Regions from separate parts of the Gossypium arboreum genome. Here region 1 is linked to region 2. Evidence: chromatin contacts called from public Hi-C data. All regions are on one chromosome and are shown on one strand. Each heading gives the region's core, a stretch centred on a gene start, on an enhancer-like site or on the middle of the called end of the contact. The rest is flanking DNA. Distances are from core to core; before and after follow the strand shown. Region 1 holds the start of LOC108485407. Region 2 holds the start of LOC108483932 (transcription factor bHLH49-like).

Region 1 (2,700 bases), core at 89-2,588, 170 kb before region 2:
GGATACATATAGTAATCCCGTAAAGTAAATGCTTTGATTTCAACCAAAAATATCACTAGATTTTTGCTGCTGCCTGTAATTGATTCTTTTGGGTCGAGTGGACCATTTGGTTTCATGCAGATGGAGGACATCAATCTGGAATCTTTAATTGCAATTTGTAAGCCATTGGTTTGCTTAACAAGGATGAGGCTCATTTAGACAAAAATTAATGAAGTTATTATAAGAAATCATGGTTTTTTTTGGTCCAAACCAAAACACTGTCATGATACTGAATTACTAATAATAATCTGGATTAAAAGCTTTTCCGTTGCATGTTTGCATGAAGCCCTGACTTGCACCATAGAGGATCCATTGAGAAGACATCTAAACTTTGTGAGCTAAAAGACAACCAAAATCCCGCAATCGAGTGGGACTAGGAGAGAAAAGCCAAATTATTGTTGTTTTCATCATTTCATGATCCATGGTAGAGTAGAAGCATATCGAGTATTTTGTACGGTTAATAGGAAGATCCTGTTTGTAAAAAGCAAGAAGCTTAACCATGGATACAAGTAAACTAAACAAAGGGTTTTGAATCCAAGCCATTCTTGCTCTCACTGAGCAACCCAAATAATCTAAAAATATGGTAGTGGGATGCTTCAAAGTCAAACAAATATCATAAAATGTAGTTATATGAAATCATGAATGTTCCCTCTCCTTTCGCCAAAACTAGACCCACCTCATACAAATTTCTTTTTTTACATATCTTTGGTCATTAGCCCCACCACTTCATCATTCATCTACTTTTTCTGTTCATAACAATTCTAAAATCCCCTTTTATTTCCTACAAATTTCAAAATGCTTTTTTTCTGCCTAACCATCAGTGGATCAGTGCAACCTCCTGAATGGAATCTATTTAGGTTAAAGAATGAAAGGCCTAATTTGGACACTTTATAGCCTTAGCCCTTATATATAGGCTTTGGTAAAAAGAAATGGAAAAAAGGCTACTCTAAGCAAGCATGCTTTTTAACCAATTTGTCCATTCTGACATTGTCATTGATCTTAATGACCGAAAATAGAGAGTTCAAGTGATTGCAATAAAAATAAATGAAACTTGAATTGAATTCAGTTTGTTTGTTTTTTCTTTTTAATTATAATTGAGCCTATTATTTCTTAAGCACTGTTCCATAAGGACAAGAAAACAGGGAAGATAGAACATGTAATACTTCTGCCACTGAATTATCACTATACAGCTTGGCCCACTGTATCATAGCATAGCAAGGACTTATATAATTGGAATTCGAAATTCAAAAATAATTTTTGACCCAATTTATCTAAAAATTTACTACTAATTAATGAAAAGACAACAAAATAAAGATTGCAATATTAACTTTTTGTAATTAGAACCCATTTTTTGAGGCCGGAAATCACTCTTGATTAATAACCGACAAGAAATTCTTCACCCTGACTTAATGCTTTCCATGTTTGCTTCCTCTCACAATCTCCCTTTCGTGCCAAAATTCTCCACAACCAAATTCCAGAATCTTTAATTCCTTAATCTTCACTTCCGTCTTTTATCTCATTCACTCTCTGGTCTTTTAAACAAAACCAATCTCAAATCTAAAGCATAGTCTTAAGTCTCCAAGAGTCTAATACTATGCAATTTTCATCAACTAGTGACACCAAGAACATTTAATCACCATCAAAGTTTTTTTTTTTTTTATGTTTGTGGATAAAAAATGGGGACTGCAACATCATCCATGGCAGCCAAGTTTGCATTTTTCCCGCCGAACCCGCCTTCCTACAACATAACTGTGGATGAAGCAAGTGGGAAAATGAGGTTCTCAGATGTTAATTACCAGAGAGATAACGTGGATGTATTGAAGCTGAGTACCAAGAGAGGGAACGAGATTGTGGCTATGTATGTGAAGAACCCATCTGCTTCACTCACAGTGCTATATTCTCATGGAAACGCTGCTGATATTGGTCAGATGTATCATATTTTCACTGAGCTCAGTGTCCACCTTAATGTTAATCTTATGGGGTTAGTTTCAATTGTATATCAAATGTTCAATCATTTTTCCTTTAGATTAACCCTGAAAAAAAAAGACCTTGAGAAAATACAGAAATTGCAAATTTAGAATTATTCTTTTTTTGTGTTGATGCAGATATGATTACTCAGGATATGGACAGTCCAGTGGAAAGGTATAATCTATTCTTATATCCATTCATTTCAATGTAGGATTTTTCTGAAAAACTGAGGATTAAACCAAGATATATGAATGAACACGTGTGCTTAGTCTGATGAGATTGTGGAAAGTCAAAAGAGAGAGAGAGACTGGAGACATGAAATAGGAACATGGAGTGAAATCCTTTTTTATTGTCAATTTGTAGTATTTATTATCATGTGACAATCTTCTCCTAGTACAGTAGCAAAATTCCATGTTAACCTTGGTGTTTTTTAGCTTCTATATTAACGGAGACTTGAGAGATACTATTCTGATGAGTTTGTATATATATATGTCACATGTTTAGCCAAGTGAGCAAGACACATACGCAGACATAGAGGCAGCTTACAAATGCTTGGAAGAGATGTATGGAATAAAACAGCAAGACACAATATTGTATGGGCAATCAGTTGGGAGTGGACCTGCTTTAGAACTAGCCATTCGGTTGCCTCACTTGAGGGCTGTAATTCTCCACAGTCCAATCTTGTCTGGCCTT
Region 2 (2,832 bases), core at 257-2,756:
CTTTCAACAAGAGTAGTAGAGGAAAACTCAGCCTATGCCTTTCTCCACAAGTATGTTTTAACACCTAGCCAACAACAGTTCCAAGTTAGGCTGATAAAAAGAAACTAAACCTTAAGAATTGACCATTGCCTAAATAGACCATAAAAGAGACAGGTAGAAAACAAATCACATGGGAAAGTGATTTAATCGTTTGACAATATATTGAGTCCACATTAACTTTAACAACAAGCTTCAAGCTAAGTCCACAAGGAGACTGAAAACTACAATATAAACAAGTTATAATCCTAAAAGGCTGAAATTCACCCACCCCAAAAGAAAGCCATAGAAACTGCTCAGAACAATTATCAAGGAAAACCCCACTTCATTTAATGAATCCCCCAACACCAGAAGTGAAATTATGTAGCAAAGATCCCCACTAGGTGGAACAGACAATTTCCAAAGCAACAACTGGAAACTGGAATTTGGGAGTACCTAAATTTTGCACAAAAAAAAAAAAGGCTTTCTTCAAGACCAAAAAAAAAGACAGAACATAACAGGGAAAAAAGGAAGTTCAAAGAAGAGCTGTAGGAAAGATATTAAAAGTCTACTAGAAGCAATCAATTGAACCAGAAAAAAAAAAAGAACAATGATTTCAGTACTATAAATAAAGTCACTCATTCAAAACCCTAGTCAAGAGTTGTAGCAGAGAAAACCCAGAAAGAGAGAGGTAGAGGGAACTCATATAAAAGTGGGGAGAGAAAGATACCCATTTCCAGATTCTGTGCTTACTTTTTTGTACTCTCTCTGCTCTCTCATTCAAGGCCCTTTTTTTTAAACACTCCGAGGCACACAAAGATTAGTTTTTTTTTTTTTAATGATTTTGAGCTGTTCTTTTTGCTCAGCAACAGAGCAACTCTGCTACAAAACAGTCAAAAAAGAAGCAGTGAAGAAAAAGTAATAAAGGAGAGACTTTTATTACTTCAGAGTTTAGATTTAGAGTGAGAACAAAAAAGAGAATGGGTATTCGTCTGCTTTGAAGAAGAGAGAAGAGGAAAGGCAAAGGTCCTGCATTTATAACCCACGCTTGCATAAAAAAGAGAGCTCTTTGATCATTAACCACCGCCACTGGCTTCCTTCAAACCCAAAGCTTTAATTTACTTAGTAAAATTTTAGTTATAATTATACCCATTTGAGCAACCAACTGACACTGCCAACTCTCATTAGAAGATTTTCTTTTCTCCTATTGTTATTATACTTTAGATTATAAAAATATTTTGGGAGGAGAGCTTCAATATCTTTAATGGAGTTTTGTTTGAACAAATCTCAAATTTAGATACCCAGATTGGGGGGTCCTGCAATGCAATGGACATAATAATTATTGAAAATTTCATTTTCATTAACATCTTTCGCTATTTTGATAACTTCACTATCTTATCCATCTTTCCGCTGTGTTTTTCTTTGTAAAATGGAGAAGACAAATGCTAGTTAATAGATTACATAATTTGGCAATTGACATAGTGAAATTTGATGAATCACGTATTTAATGGTCGTGGAAAAGGTGGTCTCAATCGACGAAATCGACATGACAATGAAGGCAAACGGGTCCAAGTACAAGGACGTTGTTCTTATTGTAGCAACTGGCAACTGTGTGAAAACGATAAATATACATAGGGTAAGTGCAATATCAGAAATATAGGTAAGTGGATGTGTTAGTTGCAATGGAGGCCAAGCCTTCTTGCCAATTTGATGATATTTTAAATCAAAATATGGCATTAGGAATGGTTAATAAACAATGATCAACATTTACGACAATATTTTATAAAAATGTGTGTGGGCAAATATTTTACTACCTTATATTATAGTTAGATGGACTACCCCTTTATCTCTTTCTCTCATGTCATTATTAGTTGGCATTGGGACTTACAATTCTCACAGACCTAAGCTTTAGAATAATGGAATCTCTTTCATTCACTTTTAATTTATAAGTTAAAAAAGAAAGAAAGAAAGAAAGAAAACTAAACTTTGCTCAACCCTAAGCACTATTAATTAATTTACCCATGTAATGTTAGATAATGATTTGTATTGATTGGGTTGCTTTTACTAGGTATGTTGGAGAAGAAAGCAACAAGGTAAAGTTTCTACATACATACATACATCTAATTTCCCTCCAATTAAATATTATATAAAAATTCCTCCAAATTTTAGGAAAATACAATAACATTATCAGTACAAAAGTTAATTTTTCCAAGTTTGTGCTATAATTCGAGGTTAAAATTGTTTTGGGCCTATCAATTTGAGAAATTAACTGATTATTTTATGTTTTTTAAAGCAAAAAAAAGAAAAAAAAAATTGTCACAAAGAAAACAGATAAAAAGAAACTAAAAAAATCCTAATACCACTCAAAGGGCATCAGATTCCATGGTAAATAATTTCTCCAATTAGATAATAAGAGAGGCCAAGAACCTGGCAAATGGGTTGTTGCCACCTGTAATTTTGTTGGAAGGGAAGCCTATTGATTGGTGTCCTATAATTAAATATATTTCAATATAATAAAGCAGCAAAGAGTTGGGTCATGGTTGGCAATGTATCTCCTTTTGGGAAAAGGCAAAACCAGCAAAGCAAATCACGTTTCAAACTTGCCATTATGCCAATCTATATATAATTATATATACATATTATGTATATATATGGTACTTGCATATTGTTAAGAATTATATCCATATCTATCGTACGAATCTTGAAATATTATAACTCATGCATCTGTTAGTAGAAAACTAGGTTGATTTTGTGTTTTCTTTTTCTGTTGTATTCATTACTACGTTCATATGTACGTATACCTAAGATCTATTTATG

Evidence for each region. A called contact is a pair of places that touch in the nucleus more often than the background predicts.
Region 1: a Hi-C map of leaf shows a contact between it and region 2, with 2.4 times the contacts expected there. The contact joins the promoter of LOC108485407 here to the promoter of LOC108483932 in region 2. A contact is called at or near these places in 2 of 5 Hi-C or Micro-C datasets (both in leaf).

What each region holds. Positions count from the first base shown.
Region 1 is chr3:42,249,177-42,251,876 of ASM2569848v2, reverse strand. It overlaps LOC108485407, which reads left to right and starts at 1,338. Exons shown (of 6, transcript XM_017789238.2): 1 at 1,338-2,020; 2 at 2,145-2,181; 3 at 2,512-2,700. The coding sequence starts at 1,716. LOC108484321 (putative pentatricopeptide repeat-containing protein At1g13630) reads left to right here. Exons shown (of 4, transcript XM_053025683.1): 4 at 1-227.
Region 2 is chr3:42,080,553-42,083,384 of ASM2569848v2, reverse strand. It overlaps LOC108483932 (transcription factor bHLH49-like), which reads right to left and starts at 1,506. Exons shown (of 10, transcript XM_053025680.1): 1 at 746-1,506; 2 at 308-471; 3 at 1-64.